Regions from separate parts of the Mus musculus genome. Here region 1 is linked to region 2. The links are chromatin contacts, called in public promoter capture Hi-C maps. All regions are on one chromosome and are shown on one strand. Each heading gives the region's core, a stretch centred on a gene start, on an enhancer-like site or on the middle of the called end of the contact. The rest is flanking DNA. Distances are from core to core; before and after follow the strand shown.

Region 1 (3,812 bases), core at 284-2,783, 570 kb before region 2:
CTGACCTCGAACTCAGAAATCTGCCTGCTTCTGCCTCCCAAGTGCTGGGATTAAAGGCGTATGCCACCACTGCCCGGTAAAAGTCATTCTTATTGGCTATCAAACAACAGAAGTTATTTGTTGCTGTTTTGTTGTCTGGTGTTTGGGGTTTTTTGTTTGTTTGTTTTGTTTTTGTGACTGCAGTGTAAAATTTCTGGGGATTGGTTACTTGGGTAACCTAATAAACTTTTACTGCAGAGATGAGGGTAGAGAAAGCTGGTGCTGAGGTAGAGCATGTCCTGAGCATTTGCAAGGTTGAAATCCAACATGGGGTAGCACAAGGACTGTAGCCTAGGCCTCTGAGTTGCTTCTGATCATGACTTGTGTGGGGCTGATCTTGGTCTGTGTTGGCTGCCACTGTTTCTTCCTCTGTGCATCTGGGGTGATATCACTTTAAAATTGTGTGGTATCTGTGCCTCTCTCAGTGAGCTCTTAAAATCATTAAGCGTGTTGAGATCAGGAGGGGCCCTTTGCTGTCTAGCCAACCACTTTAGCTACAGCTCGGGAAAGAGCTGTGAGTCCTGAGCCCCAACTCCCAGGGCGGGTTGAGCAACGCTGGTCGTGGGCAGTTTGGAGGTAGCTAGGTCCCTGTTGCTGCAGTGCAGCTGCCTGAGGGTTAAGGGTCAACGCCTCCTCTCTTGACAAAGATGGGAGGACAGGGGCTTGGCCCGCTTAAACTCCTGGGATCTCTCCCAACACTGAGTCCCTCAGCTAGCAGGAAAAGGTTCAGCCTAGAGGCCATTGTCCAGAAGAGAAAAGTCTCGGGAGGTGGGTGGGACAGGAAGAAAGCGGGGGCGGGGCGCAGCTTTGTTCTCGGAGTTCCCTGTAGGGATGGGGGAAACAAGGGGAGAAGCTGTATCCAGCCCGCTCCTGTTCAGCCCTACGTGCCTGCCACCTCCTGCAGCCCTCCGCCCCTTTTCTTTGCCTCGCGTCCCTCTCAAGGATCTTCTGAGCCGGTGCAAACCGAAGTTCTTTGTGTTGGGTCATGAATAATAACTCTCAAGGAATTGAGATTTTCTTTTTTTTTTTTGAGACATAGTTTTACAATGTAGCTTTTGACTGGCCTGGAACTCAGAGAGATCTGCCTGCCTCTGCTTGCCACCTGATTGCCAGAATTAAAGTTATGCACAACCATCGCGGGCTCCTAGAGAGGGGTTCTTCGATAATAGTTGAGACAAAAAGCGTGGTGTGGAATACACACCGGAGGAATAGGCAAAGTAGTGATCCGTGAAAACTGGCCACACAAACTAGATAACAACGGCAAAGATGGGGGAAGTGGGACCGGGAGGGGCTAGAGAATTGTCCCTGGAATTATTAGAATGTTGTTAGCTCAGTCGTGAGTGGAAAACAACCTTTAGCAAACCACAGCCCAGCTTCCCACGGTTGGGACCCACCTTCGGACTACAAGTCCCAGCAGGCCCCGCACCATTGCGCATGCGTGACTGCCCCCCCCCCCCGGCGAGCCCGGCGAGCCCGGGGGCCCCGTCCTCGCCCATTGTCTGGCGAGCAAGGGGCGGCACGGCACGGCGGGCACGCTCACGTCGTGGGTCGGGCGGGCGTCCGTGGCGTCCCGCGCCTCCGTGCAGGCCCCGCCCCGCGCCTCAGGACCGGCGGGGCCGGGCGCATCCCGCGGCGGTGGCGGAGGCGGGCGCAAGATGATGAAGTTTCGGTTCCGGCGGCAGGGCGCCGACCCGCAGCGCGAGAAGCTTAAGCAGGAGCTCTTCGCCTTCCACAAGGTGCGGCGGCGGGGGCGCCGGCGGCTCAGGCGGGCCACATCGGGCCGCCTCTGCCCTGCGAGCGCCGCGCTGCTCGGGTGTGCCTGGTTGGGGTGTCGGGCTGCGCCCCGCGCCGTGCCGTGCGCTTTCGGGCTCCTGGTCTCTGAACCCCTGATATCTCTCCCGGTGTCCCTTGGGCTCAGTGGGGTCCTCCGACCTATCTGCCTTTCGCTCTTGGCCTCTTTTCTTTCATTTTTGGTGTGTAGCCCGGCTCGGCTGAGGGACATTCAGGGCCAGGTTTTGTTTTCTTTAACTCTTAGGCGGGCGAGAGAGGGAAAAGTGGGGGGTGGGGGGGCTGGGAAATCCCTGCGCCTCCACTTTTCTCACCAGGCTCTGCCCTACCTTGGGGTCCCTAGTTCAAGGGATGTGCTGGTCTGTATGCTCAACTGCATTTCAAACCTTAGTGCCTCAGTTTCCCCCGCCATGAAATGAGGCCAGTTTCCCCCTTGTGGATTCTGGATGTCCTTGCGACCCGGCCAGTTCCTGACCTTACTAAAGTTGGAGAGACGAGATACAGAAGAGACCCGGGAAAGGCCTCAGCTCCCACCTAGTCTGCACTGACCAGTATAGAGCCCCACAAGCCTAACTCTTATCTGTACTGGTGGGGCTCTGATTAGATGTTACTTTTATCCCAGAGCCTGTGTGCATCTTGCTGTTGAGGATTCGATTTCTCATTTCCATTACACACGTTAAAAAACAAACAAACAAACAAAAAAAAAAAAACTGAGGTTCAGTAGGGAGAGGGCCGCTTATCTTTCCTTGCCTTGCTGTGTGATAGCAGTGGAGTAGGAGTTTTGAAGCAGCTGCTACTGTCCTGAGTAGAACTTAGGGACCCTGGACTTCTCTTAGGAGGCACTTTCAGGGGGAGACCCTGCCATGGCTCAGTTTTTTCTTGTTGCGATCTCAGCAATGATCAGGGGGTGCCAGGCTTTACAGACACCATAACTAAAGAGCTGCCAGGAGAGGCTTCTCAGATGGGAGCCTCTTTTTGGCTCACCGTGAGGGTGTGCCCCATGAAACAAGAAGAGAGTGGGTTTTAGCCAGTGAATGGGGTGTGTAGTGGGGACCTCCACAGTTGTGATGAGTCTCTGAAGCATGGCTTCCCCTGACTGATGATGCTACAGTGGGTAGGAGTTGAGGAGGGTGAGGCCCGATTTGAGTGGGAAGCAATGATAGGAGATAGGTCATCTTGGGGAACGAGTTTGATTGCCACAGGGGGTGTTAGGAGATCTCTAGAGAATAGTGAGCCCCAGATTCTTGAGTTTGGACTTGTAGTCCAGGGTGACCAGTGGGTATTGGGTTTAAATCCAGCTCAGACCACAAATTACAAATTGCCTGTAGGATGTGCATCTCCTACTAGTTTAATTTGGATCCCTACCTCCTTGGTACCAGGGCATGGCGGACAATTCTTCATTGAAGGGGTGGTTTATTCCCTGGGAAAGGATGCGGACAAAAAAGCCAAAACAGAAGGGCAGAATATATAGTAGTTCACAGGGTTGGCTAGAGCTGTGGATAAAATATGGTGTGATGAGGGTGTGGGAATATGGACTGGGATGCTGACGTAGGCGGGACCAGTTAGGGAGGCCTTTCAGAGCTGGTCATTTGGGAGTGCCAGGTAACCTGCACAGTGTGGTCGGGGGGGGGGGGGTGCGGGGGGGGGAACAGAAGGAATGCAGAGGATGCCAAAGCTTTAGTCAGCTGCCTAGCCAAAGAGCCAAGTGCTTTGGGGTGGGAGTCAGGTGAACTGGGATGCCCAGAGAAGGACCACATGGTGAGGCCTAGGCTTTGGCTGTGGATCAGAAGGCATCTCCTGGAGGGCCCCAAGTAGAGGAGGTAGGACTGGCTGGCTGGTTTCCACCGGTGACTGAGCACTGGTCCAGGCAGGCATTGGGTGGGCCTGGAGCAGGGTGTGGGAAGGGTTACTTTTGTGAGTCTTAGAAGTAAGACAGTAGAGCTCAGGGATTGATTGGAGTTGGGGTGCAAAGGGTAGGCACTAGA
Region 2 (3,325 bases), core at 32-2,531:
CAGATTTTAAATTCTGGACTTAATATATTTTCTTCAGGAACGCTATGTATGAACAAACATACACAAACTATCTGATGTTTGAGGAGTGGATGATTCACAGAGTTTTAATATTCACTATCCTATCTTGTTTACTAATTACCACAGCCCCTCTTTACCAGAAGTACTCTGAAGGAAGGTTTCTAGATTCTACTACAACTACTGTTACCACTTTTTGAAGCAGTCTTTGATTGAAAATCTGAAAATAGAGGTCTTACCATGCCTGGAATACAGATAGAAAGTAAAAGGGAGAAATAATATTACTAGAGAGTACAACAGACCATAGTTGTACCTTGAACACTACTTAAAACCTTGGTACTCAAAGCTTGCTTCTAAACAGGCCATATGTTATCACCTGGGCCCTCATTAGAAATCTCAGACACAGTCTCACGAGGACTAAGTCAGGATTTGTATTTTATCAGGTCCCCAGGGTGATTGTCTGTATACTGGAGGTCAATCATGTATATGATTAATGTCACACAAAGTCATATGGGGAATTTCAGTGCTGAAGATTATAGGAAATAAAAAGAACTGTCAACAAAAAGAAACCATTCTTTTAACGTCATGAAATAAAGACAGGGAGTGAAATAGCTGAAACCTACCAAGCAGACAAACTACTGAGATCCAGCCTATCCAGAGTTAACTGCACATTGTAAGGAAAGAGACTATGAACGCAGCAGAAATGGGCAAGGCTATACAGAGCGTTCGCAGACGAGAAATTGCCGGCGCCAAGTAAAGTATGCACTTCAATATGAGTGCAAATACAACAGTTTGGGCTCTAAGCGGGGCTGGAGAGTCCAGAGTCCAGGGTACTCTGCTTCCTCTTAACTGCTGGATAAACAAAACCAAACAACCTGCTACAGAGAAGGAATAAGGTGGCTCATCGGGCCCCTCCCACCCTGTGGAGGCTCACTTTGCTCAGGTCTGCCGCGATGGCTGCTAAGATTTCCTTCTCGCGCTCTTGCACCATCCTCCGCAGGGCCTCAAGCTGCTGCAATCGGAAGCGCAGCGGCCGAGATCGGCCGGACCGGAACGCCTGGCGAAGCCGTAGGACCTGGCGCTCCATGGCCGGGCCTGAGGAGAACGCGGAGCGAGGCAGGTGAGGGAGCACAGTACCAGTAAGGAGCTGCTATGGATGATGCCACAGCTCACTGCCACTTTCCGCTGCTGGGTCCTATCCGCCTACTGGCCTAGACCCGGCCCGGGTGTGGGCCAAACCCCAGCACTTCCCTGCTAACGACAAAGTGCGCACTCATTGGCTGAGCTGCTGCACGTGACTATGAGGCCCCGCCCCTTACCTCTAATCTAGCCGCGGGATTGCGGTCCCCGGGCGCCGGGTGTGTAGGTGCAATTTTTGGCACGCGAAGACGCGGAAGAAGTCCTTCTGGCTTCAGAAAAGAGCCAAGCGTCCTCTAGGAGGAGGAACTGAGGCCCGAGGGTGCTCACCCGGCCGGAAGTAGTCTCCCTTCGCCTGCAGTGCCTCAGATTCAGAGGCAAAGTCGCTGGGCCTGGGTAGGGCGGGCCTGGGTGGGGCGGGCCGGGTGACGCACGCGAAGGAGGTGAATCCAGTGTATACACACACACACACACACACACACACAAGCATTGTCATCGCCCACACTGATTTTCAATCCTCTCTACTGCGTACCATCCAAGGTTTTTTCCCAAATTTCCTCTCCAGGCTAATTAGCAATGGTTGACTTTCGTACCCATCTGGGGCTGCTCAGCGACGGCGGTCACTTTGTGTTGTCCTTCCCATCTTCTGGAAACATTTCCGCTTCCCTTCCTTGGCGTTCCCTAGGTTTTCCATCTCTGGATTTCTCCCTTTTCTGACCCATTAAAGTATTCAAATGTCTGGGACTAAGTTCTCTCCGCGCAGTCACTCATCTAATTCTACCAGTAGAGAGCAGAGAAGGCTCTCACCCAATCTTTCCTTGGACTCCCAAGGACACATTTAAATGCTAATCTCTATTTACACTTATAATGGACTTCTTATAGTTAATTTCATTAGAACTTTTTATTATTCTTCAGCAAACAACTCATACTTCCTACAGTGTTCCCTGTCTCTTTGACTTGATCTTCAAAATATATGTTGAGCCCAATAATGAGTGGTTCAAACCATACTACATATCTACTATATATAGCAATAGCACTCTAATAGGCTGCTTGCTTGATTGGTTGGCGACTATGAATCTGTTACTTCTTAGCTCTGTACTTACCGTTTTACACTCTGTAGTTCAGGAGCCCAGAGTAGGTTCTCCTCCCTCCTTGGCCTCCCAGGAAGTTCTGCCAGAGGAAGAAAGTAAGGAAGGAAGGAAGGACAGACTACCAGGACACTAAAGATTTCTGTTTCCCCATGGACTCAGTAGTGTGGCAGGTGCTGGCATTTCTATCGTGGAAGGAGAGTCAGTATATTCCTGCCTCTAGGAATTTCTTGGACAAGGTGGCTCCTAGTCCTAGAGGATGACAGTCACAGTGTCTCCAAATGGCACAGAAGTGGGCAGTACTGCAATGAGTTTCAGCTGAGATTCATTGGAGCAGTTTCTGATCTTTGAGACCATCCGCCCCACTCCACCCCCATGCTTCCTTCATTATTCCTGAAATCCTTCCTGCATGAAGTAACTGGGTGGGTTTGACTAGTTCCCCTTCAGCGTCACTGATACATTCAGAATGTACGGTGACCTTTATTAGTCAGTCCCTCTCTCAAAACTCTCCAGAGAATAAAATTCAAAGCCCATATAATCCTCTATAAGCCTATAAGTCTTGGCCTCTGGATGTGCCTCTTCTTATAGGATTTGCCCACGTAATGAGTTTTAGCCAGAGTGGCTTCCTTGCTGTTCACTGAACACTTGGGCACATTGCTATCCCAGGGCTTTTTTGGCATTCTGTGTCCTCTGTCTAGAGTGTCCAGCTAACTTCCCCAACTTTGTAGCTTTCACAATGGCCGGTGAGTTGAGGCTTATCTGAGGCGCTTCTTGGTGAAGCAAGACCACCCCACCCTTCACCTCTGCTTTGCCCTTACTGAAGCAAGCCAAAACAAGCTGCACAGCTTTCTCTTTGAAGGTTTCATGGTTGAAGCTGGTGGACTGCAGCTGAGAAAGTGTAAGAGGAGCAGGCTTCTCTGTTACAAAACCAATCAGGACCCTGCACCCTCCAACTCAGAATCACCTGTACTGAGCAAGCCCGCTGCTGAGGGTCAAAATCTAGCACTGTGTGGCAATGTTTAAATTAGCTCAGAGTTCACCTTAGGAGTGTGCTTGGTTATCTTTTCTTATCTGACCTGAGAGTG

The links. Capture Hi-C pulls out chosen DNA fragments and counts their contacts.
Region 1: a contact with region 2 is called in a promoter capture Hi-C map of liver, with 3 times the contacts expected there. The contact joins the promoter of Llgl1 here to the promoter of Aldh3a2 in region 2. A contact is called at or near these places in 3 of 39 promoter capture datasets (embryonic stem cells, erythroid cells and pre-B cells), 1 of 115 datasets of contacts at active chromatin or transcription factors (kidney) and 1 of 9 other capture datasets (liver).

The regions. Positions count from the first base shown.
Region 1 is chr11:60,698,167-60,701,978 of GRCm38.p6, forward strand. It overlaps Llgl1 (LLGL1 scribble cell polarity complex component), which reads left to right and starts at 1,534. Exons shown (of 21, transcript NM_001159404.2): 1 at 1,534-1,775. The coding sequence starts at 1,695.
Region 2 is chr11:61,265,905-61,269,229 of GRCm38.p6, forward strand. It overlaps Aldh3a2 (aldehyde dehydrogenase family 3, subfamily A2), which reads right to left and starts at 1,282. Exons shown (of 10, transcript NM_007437.5): 1 at 950-1,282. The coding sequence starts at 1,102.